Regions from separate parts of the Pan troglodytes genome. Here region 2 is linked to region 1. A link is a contact called in public Hi-C data. All regions are on one chromosome and are shown on one strand. The core of a region is the stretch at or near the end of the contact, and the rest is flanking DNA. Distances in the headings are between cores, read along the strand shown. Region 1 holds the start of EVX1 (even-skipped homeobox 1). Region 2 overlaps HIBADH (3-hydroxyisobutyrate dehydrogenase).

What was found. Hi-C and Micro-C count contacts between places; a contact is called where the count stands out from the background.
Region 2: a contact with region 1 is called in a Hi-C map of induced pluripotent stem cells, with 2.0 times the contacts expected there. The contact joins the enhancer-like site here to the promoter of EVX1 in region 1. A contact is called at or near these places in 2 of 7 Hi-C or Micro-C datasets (induced pluripotent stem cells and stem cell-derived neural progenitor cells) and 1 of 1 datasets of contacts at active chromatin or transcription factors (stem cell-derived excitatory neurons).

What each region holds. Positions count from the first base shown.
Region 1 is chr6:33,044,631-33,050,380 of NHGRI_mPanTro3-v2.0_pri, reverse strand. EVX1 (even-skipped homeobox 1) reads right to left here and starts at 3,538. Exons shown (of 3, transcript XM_009452825.4): 1 at 2,817-3,538; 2 at 962-1,218; 3 at 1-380. The coding sequence starts at 3,243. LOC104007140 (a long non-coding RNA gene) reads left to right here. Exons shown (of 3, transcript XR_001719151.4): 2 at 3,545-3,813; 3 at 4,272-5,750.
Region 2 is chr6:33,397,868-33,403,351 of NHGRI_mPanTro3-v2.0_pri, reverse strand. All of the region lies in intron 4 of HIBADH (3-hydroxyisobutyrate dehydrogenase), which reads left to right. Among named protein-coding and RNA genes, the nearest start is that of HIBADH, 140 kb to the left of the region's middle. Within about 2 kb of position 3,206, at least 3 of the 24 cell types and tissues checked have an H3K27ac peak or open chromatin away from gene starts, as enhancers often do. A contact at or near this core is called in induced pluripotent stem cells and stem cell-derived neural progenitor cells, where this site is marked.

The DNA of each region.
Region 1 (5,750 bases), core at 2,289-4,788:
CCGCTGTGACAGGCGAGGCAGGAGCAGGGGCCGCCGGCAGAGGCGCCCAGTCCGTGCGCGGGCCCGGGGTAGAGCGGCGGGTGGCGGAAGGCGCACAGCAGTTCGGGCCGCGGGTAGGGCTGCGACAGCACGCGGAACGTGTCGAGCGGGCGCAGCGGGCCGCTGAAGGGCGAGGCGGCGGCGGAGGCGGCGGATGCGGCGCCCAGGCCCACCGGCGAGTAGTAGGGCAGGGGCAGGTGCGATGGGAAGGGGTAGGGCAGGCCGCCCGCGGCCGCCGCATGGCTCATCATGTAAGTGTAGAAGGCGGGGTCCGCCGGGTGGGGCCACGTCATGGCCAGGCGCTGCCGCTTGTCCTTCATGCGCCGGTTCTGGAACCACACCTGGGGAGAGGAGCGGAGCAGGTTCAGTAGCTGGACTTGGCCCGATGCTCAGAGGCCAGTAGTCTGGTCCCGCTCCGGGGACAGTGTTCGCAGGGCAGGAACAGCCAAAGCAGACACCAGCCGGGTAGAGACCGACGCCACCACCACCACCTGGAGCTGGAATCCCTCCGAGAGAGGTTTGGGGAGTGACTCCAGCCCGCTCCCTCCTTCCTTCTGCCCAGGTGGCCAGGCCCCCGGGGTGCCAGAGGCCAGTGTGTGTATGGGAGGAGCAGTGAAAGGACATGGACTCAATTGGTCTGCGGCCGCAGAGAGCGTGTCCCCAGAAACTTCCTTGTCACCCGCACAGGCACTCTATCCCCTTCCCCCACGCCCACCCCTAGTCTATTTAACTAGGAAATGTACAGAGTCAGCCACAAGGCAGCAATGCCTGCCTAGGAGCTGTCACGAGGGTCAATCTGCACGCGCCGGGCAGGGAGACCCCAGGCCCAGATTCCTGGCCTGCGTTTTAGGGAGTTGGCAGTTGGCATTTACTTCCCGCTAAATAGGTGCACACCCGCCTCCCCAGCCTGGACCCCGCATACCTTGATGGTGGTTTCCGGCAGGTTTAGGGCGGCCGCCAGCTCACATCTCCGCGGCCTGGATACGTAGTTCTCCCGGTAGAATTCCTTCTCCAGCCGCGCAATCTGCTCTCGGGTGAAGGCGGTGCGGTAACGACGCATCTGGTCACTGGCGCTGCACGCCAGGGTGCCTTGCGAGCCGCCCCCACCACTGCCGCCGTTGCTCTTGGGGGTCTCGCTCCCTCCGTTCGGACTGCCGACCAGCGCCTCGGAGCCGGACCCTGCACAGCGAGTCCAGAGCACAGGCGTGTACAGACACAGACACACAAACGCCATTGAAGTGGGGCTGTAGGCCTAAGGTGGGAGGGTGATTTGGGAAGGGACACCCTGTCAGCCACCTCAGTAACTGTTTCTGCTAGGGTACTGCGGCCTCTGGGGAACCCAAGAAGGGAAAATAAGGGCCTGCCCTTGATTGGGTAGGTAGAGGTCTTTGGGGAGGCCTTCCCTTCCTCTAAGGCATCCTGGGTACAGGGGTTCCCAGCCGCCCTTCCCACCTGCCCTGGAGCATAGGTGAGCTTTCTGCCTCCCGTTGGCAGGGGTGGGCAAGGGTGTGCACTTCTGACAGGCACATGAGTTGAGATGCACCTTTGTGCTAGAGGGTTGTAAACTCTGGGTCAAGTGCGTTGTAGTATGCTGGGCATTCAGAGTTTCCTTGCTCTTATGTGTGACAGGCTGCCAGAACAGGTGTGGGAATGTGTACTAGGTTCCGTGTATTGCAGGGCTGGAGTGAGAATGCATGTTGAGTATCTTATTTATTACCTTAGTATATGTGAGTGGAGTCCAGGTTGTTCTGAGGGTTATGGGAAGGAGGCTGGGTGAAATCGGTGATAAGATAGTAAGGGGTAGGTGCAGGTATTCAACAAGGCGTTGGCTGCCAAGGCCAGGGGGTGGTCTTTCTTCCCCCCCCCCCAGGCTCTTTCCACTCACTCCTACAGTTCTGTGGAGGAGTGTCTGCTGGTGGGCTCCCCTCTCCTCCCCCCCACCAACCCGCGCCCAGTTTTCTACCCCCTTCTGGGGAGGTGATTGTTGGCACAGAGGGAAACTCCCTTCCGGGCTATCCACCCCCTTCCCATTAGCCTTTGGTGGGGAGGGGTTCTCCAGTTAAACCAGCCCCCCTTTGGGCCTACCTCTGAGAAGGGTGGGGCTCCAGCCCCCTGCAGCTCCTTTTCCTTTGGGTGGAGAAGTGGGACTAGGAAGGAAAGGGGAAGGGGGGAGGACCCGATCTCTGCCTTTTCAAATGCAACCGGAGACCAAAGGCAATTAGACCATTGGGACCATTTCCGACCTGGCGCCGCGAAGCCCGGGAAGTGACAAGGTAATTTGGACCTCTGACCGACGTGCAAACTGGTCGGAGGGCTGCAGCACCCGGGCTGCCCAAGTGGGCCGCAATTTTACGGTCCTTTATGGACTCCTGGCTTCCGCGCCTCCATGCCTCTTACACCCCGCCAGCCACAAACTGCCCGGATCGGCGTTTGATCTTGCCCTCGCCTGGGGAAAGTGTCTTCCCCGAGCAATTGAAGCATTCCCCGAGCAGTTGAAACACTGGGTGCTTGGGGTGAGCTTTGAATCCCCCAAGTCCAGGACTTGCATCCGCCCCCTCAGCACCCCTCACTCAAGGCACTGCTGTCACCCTCAGTCCCGCCAATGCCAGAACACAGTAGGAGACCCCCGCCAGAACGCAGATAGCAGAGAGAGTTGCTCAGGTGGGTCCCCCCAGCCATCCTGCCTTAGGGGAAGGGAGTGTCTTCCTCCTGGCCTGCGCCGAAGTGAAGGGTGGGCGCAGCGGGAGGCCCGGGGAGCGGAGGGGCGCGGTGGCTACCTTTGCTGTGCTGGTACTCGGCGTTCCCGGTGGCGCAGTCCGGGGTGCAGCTCACCTCGATTTCTTCATAGAAATCCGACTCGGTGTCCGAGCTACTGGGTTGCCCCTGGCCGGAGACGCTGTCGACTGAGGGGGCCGGGGGTCCTGGGCCGAGCATGGCCGCCCCATCTACCCGGGGCTCGGCGCCCGGCCCCGCCGCGCTGCCTGCGAGTCCATCTACCGGCTCCTCCTCCGGGCCTCCCCCGCCGCGCTCCCGGGTGGCCGGAGGGACGGCCCGAGGGCTCAGGCAACCACGGGGCACCATCTTCTCGGGCGGCTCCGGCAGCGGGCTGCCCACGGCTTCGGACAAATTTGAGACTCTCTTGCCAACCAGAGTGCCAAGCTGACCCCCATCCAGAAACACAACCATGTCCTTTCGGCTCTCCATCCCGGGGCTCTCCGGTGGGGGAGGGGAAAGCCCCAAGTGAGTTCCTAACCCCGGCTCCCTGGGTCTCCAGCGGCCGGACGGATCTTGGTTGCAAGAGGGAGAAAGAGAGGCCGGGTGCCTGGGAGGGCGCGGAGCTGCTGGAGCGCGGTCTGGACCGCGACCGCGACCGCGGCGGTGGCGGTGGGGAGCTAGGGTCACCTTGTGAAGCGAGCGCTCCTCTGTGCCGCACCGCCTCTGGGAGGAAGCCCCATTGCCCTCTTCTTTCTAAGCTGTCATCCTCCTGCTGCAATCGTCATTACAGTACCGCTGGTGACGCCACTCGGCGAGCGCAAGTGGATAAATAGAAACGTCTGCCACAGCGAAGATGAAAGGAAACCCGCAGCTAATGGCTCGGCAGTGATGCGCCAGGTGTGGGCCTCGCTCGATTGGGGAGGAGAGTGTGAAAACAGACAGAGAGACACACACACTGAGAGAGGGAGACACCCAGGCAGAGGGGATGCAAATGGAATGCCGCAGAAAGAAAAGAGAGCTTAACGCGCGCGGCGAGTTCCGCAGGGGCAGCGGGACTAGGTAATTAAATAAGCTTTTGATTTTTTCTTTTATTGTTGTTTTGACTTTTGTTTTCTTAACTTGGTGCCTTGATCTAACACCGATGAAAGAATCCATAACTGCATTTTAGAAGTGTGAAGCCCGGCTTACAAGCCTCAATTCTGTCGGCATTATTACAAGTGTCTGCCCCTGGCAGCTAACCTCAAACTGGCTGAAAAGTCTTTTTACAAGCTACGGAAAAATGTATTCCCCCGCCCCAAGTTGACTGGAGAGCTTGAGGCTGGGCCATCTTTTCCTCTCTTCTCCTCCCTCTCCCTACCCACCTCTGTCTCCTTACTCCTGGGAACCAAACTTTGCTATTTTTCTTCCCCAAGGGGCAAGAAATAAATACCTTATTATTTTTTTTTTAATTTAAAGACCCGCCTTGGCTTCTGTAAGAGTGTGTGCTGATTTCTTTTAAATACCTCCTTCCCATCTAGATGGCCTTAAGTTTTCCACAGCCTGGCTTCATCTTGAGATGGCTATTCGTACAAGAAGTCGCTTTCCCGTTTGCCTGGACCTCGCCTGCACTCCAGGTATGTTGGGTGGGGAGAGTTTCTAAGAGTTGTCTTTTTTTTTCCTTGCCCATATTTTAAAGTATTCGTTCAGAATCAACGAATTCTCCTGGAAAGAGATTTTTCGAATGAAGAGGCGCCAGGAATGCGGCCCCTGCTGTGGCAGTACTGGAGGCCCCTACCTGGGAGAAGGCAGTAGCTTTCACCGCGCTATTTTGGGCAGGGATTCAGCCTCCCTGAGTACAAAAAGGTTGGGGTTCATAGAGGTTTGACTCATAAGGTCCTCTCCCAAGTCCCTGCCTAGGGGCAGTGGTACCTGTCTCCAAAAGTGGATGGCGTTTGAGGTAGAAGAGAGTGAAGTCGCTGAAAATGCCCTAAAACAGCAAGTAAGTAGGGGCTCTGATGAAGGGCTGGAGGTGGGAGCAGGGGTTGTTGAACTTGATATCTGGGAGCTGCCATAGGCCTCTCTTGGCTCCTCTCCCAGGGAAGAAGCTGGTATAAAACTCCTTCAAACTTACCCTTTTTGAGCTCCAAGCAAGTGTGCTGGGGCCAGGTGGGTGGGCTGAGTCATTCCCCACATTGCTGAGGGCAGGAGGTGGGCACCTTCTATGCTCAACCCCCCTTTCTCCGCCTCCTCCCGAAGAGCTTCTAGCCCTAGGCAGCCAGCTGCAAAGGGCAGCCCAGCACCTCCCTCCTTTCTGTGTCCCTAGCAATGCCCCAGCTTTTACAGGTAAGTCCTCTTCCGTGACCTTTTTGTCTGTTATCTCCTACTTTTCTCTCCTCCTTTTTCTCTTTCTGTATTCTTCTCCCTCTTTGCTTCTCTCCTCCATCTTCCTATCCATAGGGTTAAGGAAGGTAGAGGAAGTAAGGGGTCCAAAGAAAGACAAAGTTTCCTCTTCACTCCGGCTTTCCACTTCTCTTTCAGTCTAAGACGATGTTCATTAATCTTGCCTGGGGGCGGAGGCAGCGGGATCCGGAAGGTAGTGTCCACATAGATATTTCTACTCCTTGGGACTCCTGAAGCCACTATGTGCTGAGCACTGCTAGCCCCAAAATCCAGGGAAATGTTTTAGAGGTGAGAGGATCAATTGGGAGTGAGGGGAGTCAAATCCTAGAACCTTTTCCTGCCTTGGAGAGCTGTCCAGGTATTCTATCTTTCTCTGTCCTCCCTACCAGCAGCCACAGCCTGAGGGAGCACCTGGCTTGCTCTCTTTCCTGTCAATGGCAAGCCCCCTGGGCATCTGTCTTAGAGCTTCCACGGTTGCCTACTCTCTATAGGGCCCTCCAGCACTGGGCCTTTGCGGTGCCCACCCTCCTCTCCTCCTTGAGCGCTTAACCTTCTAGTGAGTAGCCTGCTGCCCCCATCTCCTGGGGGCTGGGTCCTCAGAGGGACTCCTGGCTCCC
Region 2 (5,484 bases), core at 1,957-4,456, 350 kb before region 1:
AACTTTTAAAAAGTAAATCTTTGGTATAATTTTGGTTTATGAAAAAAATGTTTTGTTTTATGATGTTTAAATGCTGAGGAAATTGTCATGTGCATATGTACAGTTTAATTGCTTAAAAATCTTAAAATTTTTGAAATAAAAATGATCATTTATTGTTAAACTGTGGGATGAATAACTTGTTTGGGAGGAGGTTAGAGTAGTCAGAAGAGTTGGTTAGTATTTCATAGAACAGCTCAGTTTCCAAAAACCTAAGTCCAGCTAAGAATTTATCTGTGCCACCAGGTGGCATTGCATCCAAACCTGCTAATGATAAAAGGATTATAAAATATATTATTTTTTGTTAAAGATATAAAGATTTTACTTTTAAAGTTGACTGAAAACTACATCTGATATCAAGGTTAAGTATCTGCAAAGAATTGAAAAGATTTCTAAACTCTGTAAATATTTGTTTTTAGGTTGTTGATATTAAAACGAAAGTAAATGAAAATGAAATATTTGGAGGGGATTGCTATTTTTCATTTAGTAAAATAAGCATTTAACATTTGGCTTTTTTTTTTTTTTTTTTTTTGCTTGTCTAAACACTGGAGAGGGGAATCCAGCCTATAAAAATTCTCACAAATATTTCAAATCCCCGCCCCCCACCATGTGGCAAGATTCCACCCCCCTCCCTGGGTCTTGTAAAAAAAAAAAAAAAAAAAAAGTGTCAGCAGGTTTTACTGTATGGGAATTTTTAAAAAGAGGGAGAAACCTCTGAAAGGTGCAAGTTGGTCCTTTTCACAAGCCTAACTATGAGATTCATTAGGCAGTTCATGTTCATGTCTTAAAAGCTGTTTTTGGGAAAGTAAATTCTTGAGTTTCCTGTACTGGTTTTCAGGGAGTCTTTATAGTCTTTTGAATCAGCTCATTTTAAAACAGTGATAATGTAAAAAGCACAATAAAAAAAGGCTCATTATAAATTTTATAAAAGTGTGATTTTTTTCATTAAAATACGTATTCATGTTCTATTTTTATGAACCCATAAATATAAGTTAATAAACTGTAGCAGAAACAATTAAATTACTTAATACAGCTATCCAGGTGCTAGGATATGTTGTCAGAATAAATAAAGCTCAGTGTATATTCTATTGATTTTTATTCTTTTAAAAAATGTATTCACCATGCAGAGTGATGTTTAATGCTTAGCTTTGATCATTTAGCAAAAAGCTTAGTGCTACTCATTTTATACTCTTGCCTCTTCTGAGGCTTCTTAATGTGCACAACCTGTTTTAAGAAATGTATATGTTTTCAAAGTAAATGTTTGACCTCCCACCTTGATGTTCCCACTTAAAAGCAAAACCCTCCCCTCCCTTATATTTTGAATAACTTGATGAGAATGTGTGTTGTACTAAAACTAAATATATGCACCCTTCAGTATTACCAAAAGAGACCTTTTGGTTTTAAAAATTAGGAAATTTCACTTTTGAAAGTAGTCTAGACAAAGGTACTCATGACATTTGACCCTGAAATTTTTACTTTTAAACTTGATACAACAGTCTGCTTCTTAGCTTTGTTGTATGCTAATATTTCTACTTATTTAACATCAAAAAGCTGTAGAGGTTTCTCTTTATAGATTATGCCTGTGTTCTGAAATTGCCTCCTGCTGTCCATGAATTGCTTCTTGGCTTGTTGTGTTAGAATTTCTCACCAGGGTCTTTTGTGAGCTATGTAGCCAACATTAAAAAAAAAAAAAATCAAATTTGATAGAGTAAACTGGACTAGTAAAAATTATACTTACTATTCATAATTATAATTGAGGTTTCTTGGCTCAGCATATCAATTTTATGCAGTAAGAGTAAGCACATACAAATCTCATGTAATGATATGCATACATATAGTTGCCTACAATGACTGTTTTTCTGTTTATTTCTATAATATTAAAATGATTTTTTTGCTGAAATTCCAGAAATCTAAAAACATTGAAAAATAATGATAATGAGAAAAACAATTCTTACTTGTTAGGGTATATGTTATTTAGTAATGAAGCATTTAGATTTTGGATTCTCTCATTTCAGTTGGAAATAGTATTGGTGTAAGTGAGTGTTGCCATGGGAACCTCCACATAGATATAAAAGGCAATACTGTCTAAGTGGAGGAGGAGGGGCGATGTACTGAAATACCACTGGCCTAAATGATCTATTTTATGTATGTGTGTTGGTGTGGGGGTGAGAGCTAGGATGAAAAGGGGAGAGAAAGTACTACAGAAAGTAAATGTTAGCAGTCAAAGCAATTTACTCACACTTTTGGATTCTTTTAGATAGAAGTGTTTTAAAGCTCGAAATGTGATTCTTAATTATTGGTATCATTTACACACACTGGGGAGTCTTTGCATATCTTATTTTTAATGTACAGTGGAATATGTTTAACTTACTTGGTTTTAGATAAAATTTAATTTAGTGAAATTTGAGAGTTAGGATTTCAGTCTTTGAAATAGCTTTATACATGTTATTAAAGATGTTATATTTAATTCTTTTTAAATATCTGAAATTTAGAAAAACTGACTAGGACACAGTTAATGTGGCTTTCAAAGGAAAGCTGGCATTTTGGCTTTATAGTATTTTTAATACTAGATTTTTAGTAATTTTCTATAAATATATAGGCAAGGAAACAATGACTTACTGTATCTGCATGTGTAATATTTTATGGTTAAAAAAATAAAGAATGAAAACAACAAAACCTAACATAAAATCTTTTTATATCCCTTAGGAGCACATAAAGATTATAGAGATAGAGATGATTAGAGAACAACCAATTTAACTGCATGCAAAGTAACATTTTTGTTTTTTGTATGTTTAGGTTACAAAAAAACAATGAAATTGTGCCCAACCTGAGTTAGCCTGGTAAAATGCAGCATCATCATCATTGCAGTTTTAACACTATGGATTCTGGTTGTCAGATACAAATATAAAAAAAAGAAGAGATATTAACTGACAAAAACTGTTTAAACTTACCTTTTTAGTCAATCCAGAGAAAAAGCTGCCAAGGTAATAAAACATCCAGAAGTTTTTAAGTTAAAATGAGTAATTTAAATTAAAAGGGGTGAGGGGGCATGAGCAAGCAAGGGAGAAGAAAAAAGGGGTGAAAACGACAGGCACTTTGCTTCCTGGGCCTGGCTGTATCTGATGTAAATTAACCAGCAGTGGGGAGTGTATTGTTTCCAACTCCACATAAACAATGCTGGGTATCTCTTTGGGAATGGGTGGGTGCTGGGATGGATGGAGGTTGTTGAGAAGGGAACTGGCAAGCAGAGTTTATAATCTATTAGTGGATTTTTTTGGCATGCGAAACATAGTAGGAAAGAGTAAAGAATGAGAAAGTATGTTTGCATGTAAAATTGATCAAGTGAAACCTTAAAATGATGTGAAATAATTCATAATTGTTAGAGAATGCTTATTTGTCAGTAATCTTCAGGTTTAAAAAAAATTTTTTTAAAGACTGACGCCTTGTAATGTAAAACGTTCAGCAATGAAGATACCCAGTTTTAAGTGTACTTTTGACATAGTATATCAGCTTAGCTCTAAACATGGCTTCTAAAAACTAAAAGACTAAGGAAACTTGTATTTCTTTGAAAAATAGGTAACAAGAGGGATGAAAAGTCAAGTTTATTTTTAAAAATAAGAGAATGAAAGTAAGAGCTACAACATCCATGTTGTTTTTCTGTTTCAGTTTTTGCCTGCTGCTTTTTCTTCCCTGCACTCTTTCTTGGAATAAAATCTGATAGTCTTAACGGAGTGGAAAGTGTGAAAATGTACACAGCCTTATCAATAAGTAGATTCAAAACATCTCTAATCACCTTAAAGTTTTATAGTGCAGAATTTTCTAGAAGTCAACTGATTAATTAAGTACCTTTTGTGTGTCAGGTTATCACACTGGGTTGTTTCTGTATTTTAAAACATTTCATCCTTATAGCATCCCCATGAAATGCAGATTATCCTCTTTTTTTTTTTTTTTTTTTTCAGTGAGGAAGTTGAGTCTCAGGAAGGCACAATAGGACAATATGCAATTTTAAGAATTAGCCTGATTTAGCAAAAATAAGACATTTTAGGTAGAGGATTTTCAATATTATGGCAGGAGACTAATACATTCAAGTTTGGAGTTTCTTTGGGTTGCTAGAATAACTAAAAGGCTTTGGTTTGTTTCATTTAAAAACAAAATAGAGAAAAATACTTTTTCTTGTTCTATCGATATCACACCATTCAATGACCCCACTCCCACACAATACCCACAATCAAAATATAGAAAGAATTATTAGCTAACCAAAAAAAGTTCACATAGGTAATCTAAAGTAATTTTATTTTTGGTTTTAAGTGCTTTAATCTAGTTAACTAAAGGAACAAAAAGGTCAAACATGTATAAACAAGTGAAAACCAGAATTTTTAACCTTCTAACATAATATCCTTCATAGGTCTTTTAGCAATTGGATTATTAAAAAGAGCCAGAATACCTTATTTAGTTATTAATCGTAATATGAGTACACAGGACAGCTTTACGTATTTTCCCCTTTACCTTAAATTTTTAAATTTTTATTTTCCAACATTACCCAGTTAAATGCACTTTTATAACTTTTTAAATACCCAAAATTGACCTTTACAAAATATCAATGAGAATTTCAGTATTCAACATTAATCACTGATAAGCTTTTTTTTTAGTACGTTTATAGTATAGGTATTTAACGTTAATACATGATTAACAGTGTATCAAGCTTATTGCACAATCATAATAAAATACACTATTCAGTGCTAATTAGGCATTGCAATTTTCATTTGGTGTTGTACTGAAAGAATTATATTGGTAACTGATGCTTTTCATCTTGTTAGTATTTTTAATCCCTCTCAATATATATAATCTTTCAGTAGTTTCATCAAAAGAAATCTGTTCCAACAACTTTAAACAGAGGACCTTCAAGAGTGTGAGGTGTGTGTAACAGTTTTATCTTGAAGAGAACTCAGTGAAAGATACTTTCTAGATTATGTTAAAAAGATCCAATCAACCGGCCCATACTCATCATGATTTAACTTTTACAGTTTTATACATAGGTTTCATTGAAGGCTGTAAGAAAATCTGATGTTTATAACATTTTCCTTTGCCAGTGTTTGTCTGAATTTTGCAAAGATCAAGTATCCAAAGTACGAAATGCTAGTGTATTTTTGGAAAACAAACCAAAACCCACTTACCCAATAGATTTTACATATTCTAAGAACGAGAATTCAGTAGTCTGGTAAGTCTGGCTTCATAACTCATAGATTTCTTGCACCAAATAAGATTGTCAGCAGTTTGGAAAGAAGAGTAAAGAAGAGGCTCTTCTTACATTGGTGTGTTCAAAAGTAAAATATAAACCAGTATTTTTGTTACTATAGCTTAGAGCACTAAAGAAGAGCCATCTACCAGTTTCCAGATTGTTTTAGAAGTAGTGTCTGAAGACCTTTTCATTTCAACTTGTTCTTATTC